Linked DNA regions of Mus musculus: region 2 is linked to region 1. A link is a contact called in public HiChIP or PLAC-seq data. All regions are on one chromosome and are shown on one strand. The core of a region is the stretch at or near the end of the contact, and the rest is flanking DNA. Distances in the headings are between cores, read along the strand shown.

Region 1 (6,225 bases), core at 3,434-5,933:
CTCTTGGCAACCCTCCTGCCTCAGGCTGAGATGACAGGTTGTATGCCACTACACCCATTTTTGCAGTTTCTTGTCTCTGGGGGCTTGGTAAACAGTGTCTGAGTGCCATCTACTTCTAGACTCTTGGCCCTCTGACCTTTCTAGAAAGTGAGAACTGGCAGGTTCTGAACTCTGGGAGCTATGGGATGCCTCAAAGGAGTGAGGGTCCCCACCTTTTCTGTTGTTCCAGCTCCTCTGGGGAGGGACCATTCTGGGCAGACCAGGCAGGGGGTGCTGGGGCTGGGGGAGGCCCACCTCCTGGAAGGTGAAGAGAAAAACCACAATAAGACAGGAGGAGCTCCACTCCTCAGTCTCTCCTCCCCTCATCCAGACGCCATCCCAGTGAGAAGCAGAGGCCCTGACAGCCCTCACAAGACTCAGCACCCAGAAAAGGGAACAAGGAGCAGCCTACCTGGGCCTGAGCCCCTGTGAGATGGGACATCCACGAGACACAGACGTCCCACTAGTCACTAAGCCATACAGGTTTGAAATCTGCAGAAACCACCACTTTTTCCAGGCCTGCACCACCAATGGCATTTCTCCACGCACACAGACTGGGGAAGCTCTCCCACTAACACTAACGAGGCCTTGTGAAGTCAACATCTCAGCCACTGGGCTGTTTTCCCTACAGAAAGCAGAGCAGTCACCTAGGACACCGCGAGGTGGGTGGGGACATGGCTCAGTGGTAGAGCACCTGAGTGGCTTGTCCAAAGCCACCCCCCCATTCAACCACCAGCACCTCTTAAAAAAAAAAAAAAAAAAAAGGCAGGATTTTGGCATCATTAGGGAATTTAAAATAAAAGAAGATTTGTTCCCTGCACTAGAGTTTCCACTTGACCCAGATCACCACATGGGCTGAATGTTTCCAAAAACAGTAAGAAATACCATGTAGCTGGGCATAGGGCACACGCCTTTAATCCCAGGACTCAGGAGGCAGAGGCAGGCAGATCTCTGAGTTCAAGGCCAGCCTGGCCTAAGGTGAGTTTCAGGACAGCCAAGGCTACCCAGTGAAACCCTGTCTCCAAATAGCACATAGGGCTGGCGAGATGGCTCAACGGGTAAGGGCACTCACTGACTGCTCTTCTGAAGGTCCTGAGTTCAAATCCCAGCAACCACATGGTGGCTCACAACCACCCATAATGAGACCTGACTCCCTCTTCTGGTGTGTCTGAAGTCAGCTACAGAGTACTTATGTATAATAATAAGTAAATCTTTGGGCTGGAGCGAGCAGGGACTGGGCACACAGGGTTGACCGGAGTGAGCAGAGGTCCTAAAAATCTAATTCCCAACAACCACAGGAAGGCTCACAACCATCTGTACAGCTACAGTGCACTCACATACATTAAATAAATAAATAAATAAATAAATCTTTAAAAAGAAATAGCACCTAGAGACTTTACTTTGAACTGAGATGGCACCAGGGTCTGGGACATGGCAGGCAACCCTGTACCACTGACCTGCTGCCTTAGCCGCCTGTGGACTTTGCTTTGCCCAAATACAGCTGTGGAGCCCAGAATGGCCCAGAACTCTCCATCCTCTTACCTTCTCAAAGGCTCACATTACAAGTAAATGCCACCATGACCAACACAGGGAACTCGGGGGAGGCTGGACAGACAGACGTCTTGGTGTAGCAAGTGGTCGAGGAAACTTTGCAGAGAGGGGCTTTTCTACTCGGCATACGCCAGGCATCGACAGTTCCCATCAGTCTGCCTCCATAGGTTAGCTGATTTCTAGGCAGGTAGACTCAGGCCCCGAAGGGCAGGACAGCAGCTTCAGGCTGCACAGCACTGCTGAGCGGGTCTTCTGCTCACCCCAAACCCCAGCCTGTTTGGCTGTTTGAGACAAGGTTTCTCTGTGTAGCCCTGGCTGTCTTGGAACTCACTGCACTGTATATATAGACCAGGTTGGCCTCGAACTCAGAGATCCACCTGCCTCTGCCTCTTGAGTGCTGGGACTAAAGGCATGAACTACCACACTGGCTGCGTTTTGTTTTTGTTTTTTAAAATTTCATATGTATGGGTGTTTTGCCTATACATGTATTTCTGTGTACCACATATGTGCCAAGTGCCCACAAAGGCCAGATGTCAGACCCCTTGGTGGGGATCTCTGAGTCACCCATCCTGTGGGGGCTAGAGTCAAACCCAGGTCCCCTGGAAGAGCAGTAAATGCTCTTAAGCACTGAACCATCTCTCCTGTCCTCCAACACGTGCTTTTTGAGATAGAGCTTTATGTAGCTCAGGCTGGACTCACACTACCTGTATAGCTGAGGATAGCCCTAATCTCATTATCCTCCCTCCTCTACCTGCTGAGTGCTGAGACAACAGGCTTGCACCACCAAACCTAGTTTATGCAGTGCTGGGGACTGAATGCAGACAGACAGACAGACAGACAGACAGACACACACACACACACACACACACACACACACACGCTAAGTGAGCTCTCTACATACAGATCTATGTTCCCAGTCCCAATTTTATTTACGTATCTATGACAGAGTCTTGCTACATCATCCAGGCCTGCCTGGGACTTGTTACAATCCCCATGCTTCAGCCTCCTTATCACAGCAAGAGCCCCAACACAATCCCACCTGCCCATCTAACCTTCCAAGGCCTCTAGGGCGTTGGCCATGCCTGTTGCAAACTGTATGGCGTCCTCCTTGCTGCCGAAGTTGAGGCCCCAGACCTGGCGGGCATCTCGCCACTGATGGAAGATGGGAGTGGCCTGATTGTACTTGACACCCCGAATGATGGCACAGTTGATAACCACCTACAAGAGAGAACAGGTTGACGCGGGCTCCGTGGTAGGGAGGCAGAGGGACAGAGGGACAGAGGGACAGAGGGAGCCTGCACCTGCTGATCCGGCTGCATCTTGCGGCCAACAACTCGGAAGGAGTTAGCAGTGGGGTTGTGGTAGATCTGGACGCGGCTGAAGGCCTGGGGACCAGTGCCAGCAGGGAGCCATCGCTTGTTGCTGTCATCATAAAGCATCACAGTAGCCCGGCTGGAACAGATGACCGTCTCGCTGCCAGGGGAGAAAACAGAGGGGCCAGTCACATTCTCCTTAGATCCATATAGTAGATACAGGAACTGATTGCAGCCTGTACATGAATATACAGGGGTGTGGCTGTACATGCATGACTGGGAGTGTTGCTCAGTGGTTAGAGACCCTGACTAGAAACCCCAATGAGGGGCTGGGGGTGTGGCTCAATAGTAGCGTGTTTGCCCAGCTTGCTGGCCCGGGCCCTTGGTTGAATCCACAGTACTATAAAAGAAGATAGGTTGATAGGTGAGTAGTACCATGTAGTGAACAGATAGGCAGGCCACACACAGGAAGAGGCAGAAAAGAGATAAAGTAGGGTCCATAAGGCTTGAGCTGGCGACCAGAGAGCTTGCTCGAGGTCCTGGGCTCAGCCTCTACAGCCTTAATCAAAAGTGGATACAGGCCGACTAGAAAGGACAGAGCTGCCAGGACTAGCAGACGGCCCGGGAGTGAGCCGAGAACAGCCTCTGCCTGGCCTTAGTTTCCCTATCTCTACCACCTCTCCACCCCCACCTCAGGTCAGATAAGAAGGGCGGAGTGTGAGGGCAGATCCCAGGGCCCTGGAATTGCCTCCCCTGAGGCCACATTTATTGGCCACCTGGTCCATCTGGTTCCCCAGGGCCCAAACAGCCATTTGGCACAAATTCCTGGCTGCACTGTCACACCCTGTGGCTGGGGATGGAGACACAGAGGTGGCCCAGACAGACTGCCCTGCCACCAGGGAGCAGCTGGTCCAGCCTTGGGGGGGGGGGGCAGTGCCGAGGAGGCCACTGGCTGATGTAGGAAAACAACAGCTCAAATATAGAGTCAGATACCACAGACCTTGGTTCAAATTCTCCACCAAACCCTTCTTCCACATGACCAGAGAGCTCCTCATGTCTCTCATCTGTCACTTAGGGAAGACATGATGGTCCCTACCTCCTGAAGGCTGTGATCTGGTTAAAGTACTAGGCACGGCACAGTACCTAGTATACACTGGGGTACTGAGGGCTTGGTCACTGTCACCACTGAGGCACCCTGCACTCACCCAGTCAGTACTGAGTGCTCAGTACTATCAGTACTAGGGTTCCCTGAACATCTCCATCACACAAGACCCCCACAAACACACCTGTCCTCCTGGAAGACTCAGTTCTCCAGGGCAGGCAGTAAGGCTTGCAGACAGGAAGTAACTTGGTCAAGGTCACATACAGACAGGGGAAGTTGGGGGGAGCTCAGGCCCCACCCACCCCCACCAGACAGGGGAAGTGGGGGGAGTTCACCCCATCTCCACCAGGCTTTTTCCTGAAAAGAAGAAGTTTGTGGTTTCCAGGGGAGAGAAACTTCACCCCACAATGGCAGGGCTGGGGGCTGGGACGTGACGCCATGCTGTGAGAATTTATCAGGGAAAGCCCCTTGGGGGCTAGACACCCCAGCTTTGCATGTATGCTGCTTTATTACCAGCTCTTTAGCTGGGCCCACGCCTCAAGCCTAGCTAGGTCACTCCTCCTGTCCCACTGTGTCCCTTCAGGGTGGATGGCACTCTACCTGGATACAGACAGCGGAGAGGGCCCAGAGAGGCGGAGTGTTCTATCCTCAGTCACACAGGCACAGAGCAGCTCAGAGAGAGGCTCTGATGTCAGATGAGCTGGCTGCCAGGTCCCACTCTTAACCCCACTCTTAACCGCAGACGGAGCTGTGGGTCCTTCCCAAACATCAGGGGCCACGTGAAACAAGCATAGCTTCAAGGGACTGTTTCTGGCCCAGGCACCCTTGGCAGGGCAGGGCTGAAGCCTCACCCACACCTGCCACCCACACCCAGAGCCAACTCTGGCCACACGCCCAGGGTAGACTCGGCATCACTGCCCCACCCAGATGCACTTTGGCCTCTCAGGTGGTCCTGCCCTGACATGGCTCTAGTACTGAGGGAATACTGCTGTCTGCATAACCCTGGGCTGGGTCCTAACCTCAACTAGACCTTAAAGATGATCTTATAGAAGGACCTTCTTAAGACCCAATCTCAGAGTCCAATCCGTCCCCATGTCCCTGTCCCCTCCCACTCACCCCTTCACCCACTCCCCCAACCCCTCCCCAAATCCTGTCTCCTCCCCATCCAAGGTTTGTGAGGTCCCCTGTGCTCCAGTCTCTCCTTCCCTCTTGCCTTTGCTCAGTCTGTTCCAACCTTTACATTCCGTTCCAACATCCCCTTTCCACTTGCACATTCCCCCCACCCCCAGCCACCACCACCACCACCACCACCGGCTCTGCCTAGATGTCCTCCCTTCCCAGAGTTCCTCCCTGACCACTTCATCTGCACACCCCCTTTCTGCTTGACAATCTTTTGTTCCGAGACACCCTTGTAACTCAAGCCCAGGATAAAAACAAAAACCAGAACCAGCCTCAGCTGGATGGGGCCTGCGCCCAGTCATCCTAGCACTCAGGAGGCTGACGCAAGAGGATCTCACGTTTGAGGCCAGCAGGCCAGGCTGGCTGCGCCGCACAGTGAGACCCTGTCTCAAGGAAATGAAACACCAAACCAGGACCGGCAAGATGGCTCAGCAGCTGAAGGTGCCTGCCTCTGAGCCTCGGGACCTGAGCTCGAGGCTGGTTCAGGGAGAGACAGACTACCAGGAGCTGTCCTCTGACCTCCACACACCCGAAGTCAAAATAAACTATTTTTTTTTCCAAATCCTTAAAAAAGAAAAGGTTAAGAAATAAATGTGAATGTAGGTCAAAAGCGTGAAGCCTTGGAAGTGTGACTTCCCCAGGCCCCTGTCACCTGAGAAGCTGCGCACATCACTTGCCTATGAGTGAGTATATTTAGGCGTCCCACCTTTTTAAAGCAGCACCCCCATGATCTACACTTCTTCCTTCATACCTTGCCCTTTTAAAATTATCAACCAGACTGTTTTCTCATCTTTCAATGTACATGAATTCAAGAGGGAGCCTCTCTGTTCGTTCGTTCGCTGTGTGATCTTTGCCCAAGTGTCTTCACCTCTCTGTGCCTGCATTTCATCATCTGTCAAGGGGCTGAGGCTTGAATCTAGCTCATCTGATTGCTGAGTAGTTCGTCGGGAAATTGGAGCCCAATGCTTGGAACAGTGTTGTCGACCTTCAAAATGTCAGCAGCTACTGTTGAGTCTGCTGTTTACAACTGCTGAGTACTGC
Region 2 (6,250 bases), core at 3,600-6,099, 650 kb after region 1:
AGCACTGACCATTCTTATAGAGGACCTGGATTCAGTTCCCAGTACCCACATCCAACTATCCAGTGGGGGCTAAATGGAAGATGCCTCTTTTGTGACAAAGGAATTGAACACATTGGGGTTACAGCTGAGAACAACCATTCTGGAGCTTTAATAGTGACAATAATCATTTAATTAAAGTCAATAATGATCGTAGCTAGCGTATCCCCAGCATGTGGCTTCCCCTGCAGCAATCTTCCCCCAGGGATATAACCACTAAAACGGGGGCTATAATTTAGCTTTATTTTGGAGGAAAAGGCCCTGACATGTAGCCCAGGCTGGCTTCTAACTCACAATCTTCCTGTCTCTGCCTCCCAAGCGCTGGGATGACAGGCTGCATTACCATGCCCTAGAATATGGCTCTTATGTGTCATGTGTTAGAGGTCAAGATTCAATGCAAGTTGTCAGGGCTGGCTTCTAACTCACAATCTTCCTGTCTCTGCCTCCCAAGCGCTGGGATGACAGGCTGCATTACCATGCCCCAGAATATGGCTCTTATGTGTCATGTGTTAGAGGTCAAGATTCAATGCAAGTTGTCAGGACGCCATTCAACTGTAAGAGGCAGAGCCTGGCAGGGCGAAGTGGTCACTGGTGTGTGTGTGTGTGTGTGTGTGTGTGTGTGTGTGACCTTGCAGGAATTATTGGGACCCTGATATATTCACTCTTTCCTCATCTTTCCACTATTTATTTATTTATTTATTTATTTATTTATTTATTTATTTTTCTCTTCATGACAGGGTTTTGCTGTGTAGATTTTGGCTGTCCTAGAAGTCACTCTGTAGACCAGGCTAGTCTTGGGCTCACAGAGATCCTACTGTCTCTGCCTCCCGCAAGGGTTGAGATTAAAGGTGTGCACCACCATTGCCTCGCATGTTTGGTTTTTTTGAGGCAAGGTCTCATGCAGCCCAAGATGACCTATGTAGCTGAGGATACCCTTGACCCTGACAGTTCCTGCCAACCCTCTGTGCCCACAGTCCACCGGAAGAGACACACATGTCCCCACACAATGACCACCAGGACTGAGCAAGGCTGGTCTGGGAGAGACTGAAGGTAGGTCTTGACCTGTTCTGTGAGAAATCAGAGAGGATTCTGCAGAGGAGGAGGCAGAACCCAGGTGGCTGGGGATAGGGTGGGGGCAGGTATATTTCATGTTTAAAGAAAAATGTCAGTCACAAATGATGGCCTTCTACGACCTGTCAGTCATTCCTGTACCTGTGTGGCTGCAGCAGGCAGGTTGGTCAGTTAAATCACACAGCCCTTCCTCCACACAGCATAGGCCCCTGTGCAGACTACAGTGGCATTCAGAGCTAGTGCTTAGACAAGAGTGTGGTCTATGGAAAGTGAGGGGCTCAGGGCATGGATCAGTGGTAGAGCCCCTGCCTAGAATCCCCCAGTGAGGGGCTGGGGGCGTGGCTCAGTGGTAGAGCCCCTGCCTAGAATCCCCCAGTGAGGGGCTGGGGGCGTGGCTTAGTGGTAGAGCCCCTGCCTAGAATCCCCCAGTGAGGGGTTGGGGGCGTGGCTCAGTGGTAGAGCCCCTGCCTAGAATCCCCCAGTGAGGGACTGGGGGTGTGGCTCAGTGGTAGAGCCCCTGCCTAGAATCCCCCAGTGAGGGGTTGGGGGCGTGGCTCAGTGGTAGAGCCCCTGCCTAGAATCCCCCAGTGAGGGGTTGGGGGTGTGGCTCAGTGGTAGAGCCCCTGCCTAGAATCCCCCAGTGAGGGGCTGGGGGCGTGGCTTAGTGGTAGAGCCCCTGCCTAGAATCCCCCAGTGAGGGGTTGGGGGTGTGGCTCAGTGGGAGAGCCCCTGCCTAGAATCCCCCAGTGAGGGACTGGGGGTGTGGCTCAGTGGTAGAGCCCCTGCCTAGAATCCCCCAGTGAGGGGTTGGGGGTGGTGGCTCAGTGGTAGAGCCCCTGCCTAGAATCCCCCAGTGAGGGACTGGGGGTGTGGCTCAGTGGTAGAGCCCCTGCCTAGAATCCCCCAGTGAGGGGCTGGGGGCGTGGCTCAGTGGTAGAGCCCCTGCCTAGAATCCCCCAGTGAGGGACTGGGGGTGTGGCTCAGTGGTAGAGCCCCTGCCTAGAATCCCCCAGTGAGGGGCTGGGGGCGTGGCTCAGTGGTAGAGCCCCTGCCTAGAATCCCCCAGTGAGGGACTGGGGATGTGGCTCAGTGGTAGAGCCCCTGCCTAGAATCCCCCAGTGAGGGGTTGGGGGCGTGGCTCAGTGGTAGAGCCCCTGCCTAGAATCCCCCAGTGAGGGGCTCAGGGCATGGATCAGTGGTAGAGCCCCTGCCTAGAATCCCCCAGTGAGGGACTGGGGATGTGGCTCAGTGGTAGAGCCCCTGCCTAGAATCCCCCAGTGAGGGGCTGGGGGCGTGGCTCAGTGGTAGAGCCCCTAGCTACCAAAACCCAATCCAAAACACTAAGACTCCCTGGCTGTACCGTGGATGCTTGGGTTTAAGGCTGCACAGAGTGGGGACTCCTTTGCAGTGGCTCTGGCAAGAGGGTGGAGGAATCTACTACGGAGGAAAAGACTTACCATGCCTGCATCTTCGTATAGTGTATAGTGCTGCGATGATGATGACTACAGCGAGGACAAAGACGATAAGAAAGATGTAGCCTAGGTGTAATCTTGTATTTTGCTGCATATTCTCAGGTTTCTCTGGAAAATGGGCAAGCAGGTGAGGATTAACCAGCTTTCATGTTACCCCTGCATCTTTGAAACAACGCCCCAAATCCCACCTCCCTCAGTCTACAGCGTCCAGGTGTTGACCACATTTTATGGCTATTACAGTGGGACGGTTTGTTTTAGTTTTCTGTTTTAAGAAAAGGGCTCATGTAGCCCAGGCTGACCACAAACTTGTTATGTAGCCAAGGATAACCCAGAACACCCCTTTTTCCTCCCTGTCTGTCTCCCAAGCACTGTGATTAAGGTGTATACCCCAGCACCCAGTAGATAGCATGCTAGGGTTTGAACCAGGGCCTCATGCCTGTTAAGCAAGCACTCTACCAAATAAACCACACCGTTGGCCCTGGCCATTCAGGCTCTCCATCCTTCTGGACCAGCCCTCCGAGGTGTCGAGAGGTGTGCATCCCTACGCCTGGCTTCAGAGATAAAAGATGTAAAGAAAATTCCTGGACCAGCACCCGGATCCAACCATACTCGAAGCTGCTCTTTCAACAACTTTATTTTCCCAAGTAAGAATTACAATTATTCATGTGCGTGTGTCTGCAGATGTGTGCACATGTGCCTTGCCATGGTGGGTAAGTGGAGGTTGGAAGACAACTTGTGCAAATTGGGTCTCTCCTCCCACTGAAGTGATGGGAATCGAACTCAGATCATCGGGCTTGGCAGCAAGCCCCTTCATCTGTTGAGCCATCTCTGTGTCTCTTGCCCTCCCCTTTAAGCCTTTCTTTGCTTAGTATGTTCAACACTCTCGGAAAGAGATTTCTGAGTTCCTCTGTGAAGACAATCTCTTATAAGCATCCCCTGTCAATAAATAAGCTTATGGCCAATGAGCTGAAGCAGGAAATAGGTGAGACATCCAGCAGGGGGAGAGCCAAGTGTGGGCAGACTGGGCCCCAGATATAGAGAAAGATCGTTGTATGTAACTAAGGACCAGGTAAACAGCCACGTGGCAGAACTTAGAATAGACTAACAGGTTTATTAAATTATAAACCAGTCGGGGAACATGCCTAGCTATATGGCCTAAGTATTTGTAAATACATGTGAGTGTCAGAGTCGTTATTTTCAGAAGTTTGGAGCTGAGAGGAAAGACATGCGCTTACAGAAAACTCCTTATTACATTCCTTGGTCAGAGGTTTCCCACACCTGCCCCAGACTGGGCTGGCGAAGTCTGCGACCTACGACTTGCTGTCATTCTTGGCCACCCCACCCACATCCCACTGCTAAGGGCCACCCTCCTGTACCCTCTCCTTCTTGTCTGAGGACTGACTACTCACCTTTAACAATGATGTGCACTTGGCCCTGCCCAGACCCTAGGGCATTGGTGACTTCGCACACAATGACCGTGTTATTGAGACCATCCTCTACGGTGGAGATTAGAAGCATATTGCCCTGGCGCTTAACAGAGTTGGGAAAGTCACCCGTGTTCCTAGGAAAGAGAGGATAGTGAGCAGGCAGCCTTTGGGATGGGACACAAATGGTGTGGCAGGGACACTGACCTGGCGCTGGCCACATACTGGCTTGGCTTTGGCAAGTCCTCGCCTCCTGCTGTTCCCTATACGGACACCAGAGGGCGCACGGACCCAGATCCGATACCAGGGCTCTCAGACAGAGCAAGCCTCAGGCTCTGCCCCCTCCTCTACCTGTGTACCTTTAACACGGACCTCCCGCTCATGCACTGAAACCTCACTTAGGTCTTGGCAGAAGCAGGGGCTGTTGGTGGCAGAAAAGCATTTGCATATGCCATTCTCTCTACCCACAATGCCCTTCCTCCGGTGCTGAGCTCTGCATGGCCTCATCCAGGCTTCTGCTCTCAGGCATAGCCTTGGCGACAGGATCTAGTCCCACTATTTCTACTGCAGCTCGGCCCTCCTTCCCTATTCCGCACCCCCTGATTTATCTATCCCAGACATTCATCTTTCCCAGACATTCTTTACAACTTTTATCTTGTTCAGAAACCCAGAGGCTTTGGCCAATCTTATGCATCAAGCTGGGTTGGAAGGTGGGCGCAAGGCCTAAGAAAGCAAACATCCGAGCAGGGAGGGAGCAGGTGTGGAAAGGAAGTGTGGAGTTCTGAGCCCTGAAATGACTCAGAGGTACTGTACCACTGAGTCAGGCTCCCAGGCCTTAGATGCCAAATGTTGATGTCATTTCCTTCCACTAAAAACTGGGAATGTGGCGTGGCCACTAACCACCATGGCATGCACGGTTGCGCAGCTAAAATATAAAATGATCATGTCATCCCACAATATAGACGGGTGTGTTCTATTTTTAGACAGAGTCTCACCATGCAACTCTGACTGGCTAGAATCTGCTCTGTAGACCAAGGCTGACCTTGAACTCATGGAGACCAGCTTGCCTCTGCCTCCTGAGTGCTGGCATTAAGGCATGCGCCACCACACCTGGCCCTGTGGACTGGTTAAATAACTGATGATATATAGAGTGTAGAATCTAACAACATGAAAACAACATGAGCTCTCTCGCTGAGCGCCGCCAACATGGTGTTCAGGCGTTACGTTACGTGGAGGTTGGCCGGGTGGCCTACATTTCCTTTGGGCCCCATCCTGGAAAGCTGGTCGCAACTGTAGGTGTTATTGATCAAAAGAGGGTGTTAGTGGACGGACCCTGCACTCAGTGAGGAAACAGGCCACGCCTTTCAAATGCATGCAGCTCACTGGCTTCATCCTCGAGTTCCCGCACAGTGCCCACCAGAACTATGTACCAAAAGCTTGGGAGAAGGCAGGCATCGATGCGAAGTGGGCAGCCACAAGATGGGCCAAGAAAATTGGTGCCAGAGAAAGGTTAGCCAAGATGACAGACTTTGATCATCTCAAAGTCATGAAGGCAAAGAAAACGAGGAACCGAATAATCAAGACTGAAGTAGAGAAACTTCAAAGAGCTGCTATTCTGAAAGCGGCTCACAAAAAGAGCAGCTGTTGCTCAGGCTGCCATTGTGGCAGCAGCAGCAGCAACTGCTACAGCTAACGTCCCAGCCAAGAAGGCTACAGGACCAGGCAAGAAGCCCGCAGCCCAGAAAGCACCTGTTCCAAAGGCAGCTGGCAAGAAAGCGGGAGGCTACACAAAGACGGTGGTAAAAAAAGAAAAAAGACAACAACATGAAAATGTGGGCAGGATCTAGTGGTGACCCCAGGAATCCTAGCAAGCAGTAGACTGAGGCAGCAGGGTCGTCAATTCTGTGGTACCAGAACCTGGCAACCTGAGGCAGGATTGCAATAAGTTCTAGGCCAGGCATGCTGAGGTCTATGTAAGGAAACTGTCTCAAAATAAATAAATAAATTAAAAAAAAAAAAGCACAAAAACGGGGCCAGTAAGATGACTCAACAGGTGGAAGGTGCTTGCCACCAAGTCTGACGAGAAAAAGGGATTCCTGCCTTCTGCCCTCCACATGTGCATGGTGGCACTGGCTGCCTGCTCCCCATAACATAAATGAATAAATGTAATAAAATTTTAAAACGCCAAAATTAAGGGCAGTGAAATATCAGTCAGAAACTCCTCGGCCTGGATTTTTGTTTTCTTTT

What was found. HiChIP or PLAC-seq counts read pairs in DNA pulled down with a chosen protein or histone mark.
Region 2: a contact with region 1 is called in an HNF4G HiChIP or PLAC-seq map of pancreatic cancer cells. The contact joins two enhancer-like sites. A contact is called at or near these places in 3 of 39 promoter capture datasets (frontonasal cranial neural crest, maxillary cranial neural crest and pre-B cells) and 1 of 115 datasets of contacts at active chromatin or transcription factors (pancreatic cancer cells).

Annotation. Positions count from the first base shown.
Region 1 is chr7:19,261,763-19,267,987 of GRCm38.p6, forward strand. Vasp (vasodilator-stimulated phosphoprotein) reads right to left here. Exons shown (of 13, transcript NM_009499.3): 2 at 2,892-3,063; 3 at 2,643-2,808; 4 at 213-297. Among named protein-coding and RNA genes, the nearest start is that of Vasp, 7.0 kb to the right of the region's middle. Within about 2 kb of position 4,684, at least 198 of the 459 cell types and tissues checked have an H3K27ac peak or open chromatin away from gene starts, as enhancers often do. A contact at or near this core is called in pancreatic cancer cells, where this site is marked.
Region 2 is chr7:19,906,617-19,912,866 of GRCm38.p6, forward strand. It overlaps Pvr (poliovirus receptor), which reads right to left. Exons shown (of 8, transcript NM_027514.2): 5 at 3,989-4,140; 6 at 2,565-2,687. It also overlaps the pseudogene Gm16184. Among named protein-coding and RNA genes, the nearest start is that of Pvr, 11 kb to the right of the region's middle. Within about 2 kb of position 4,850, at least 85 of the 459 cell types and tissues checked have an H3K27ac peak or open chromatin away from gene starts, as enhancers often do. A contact at or near this core is called in pancreatic cancer cells, where this site is marked.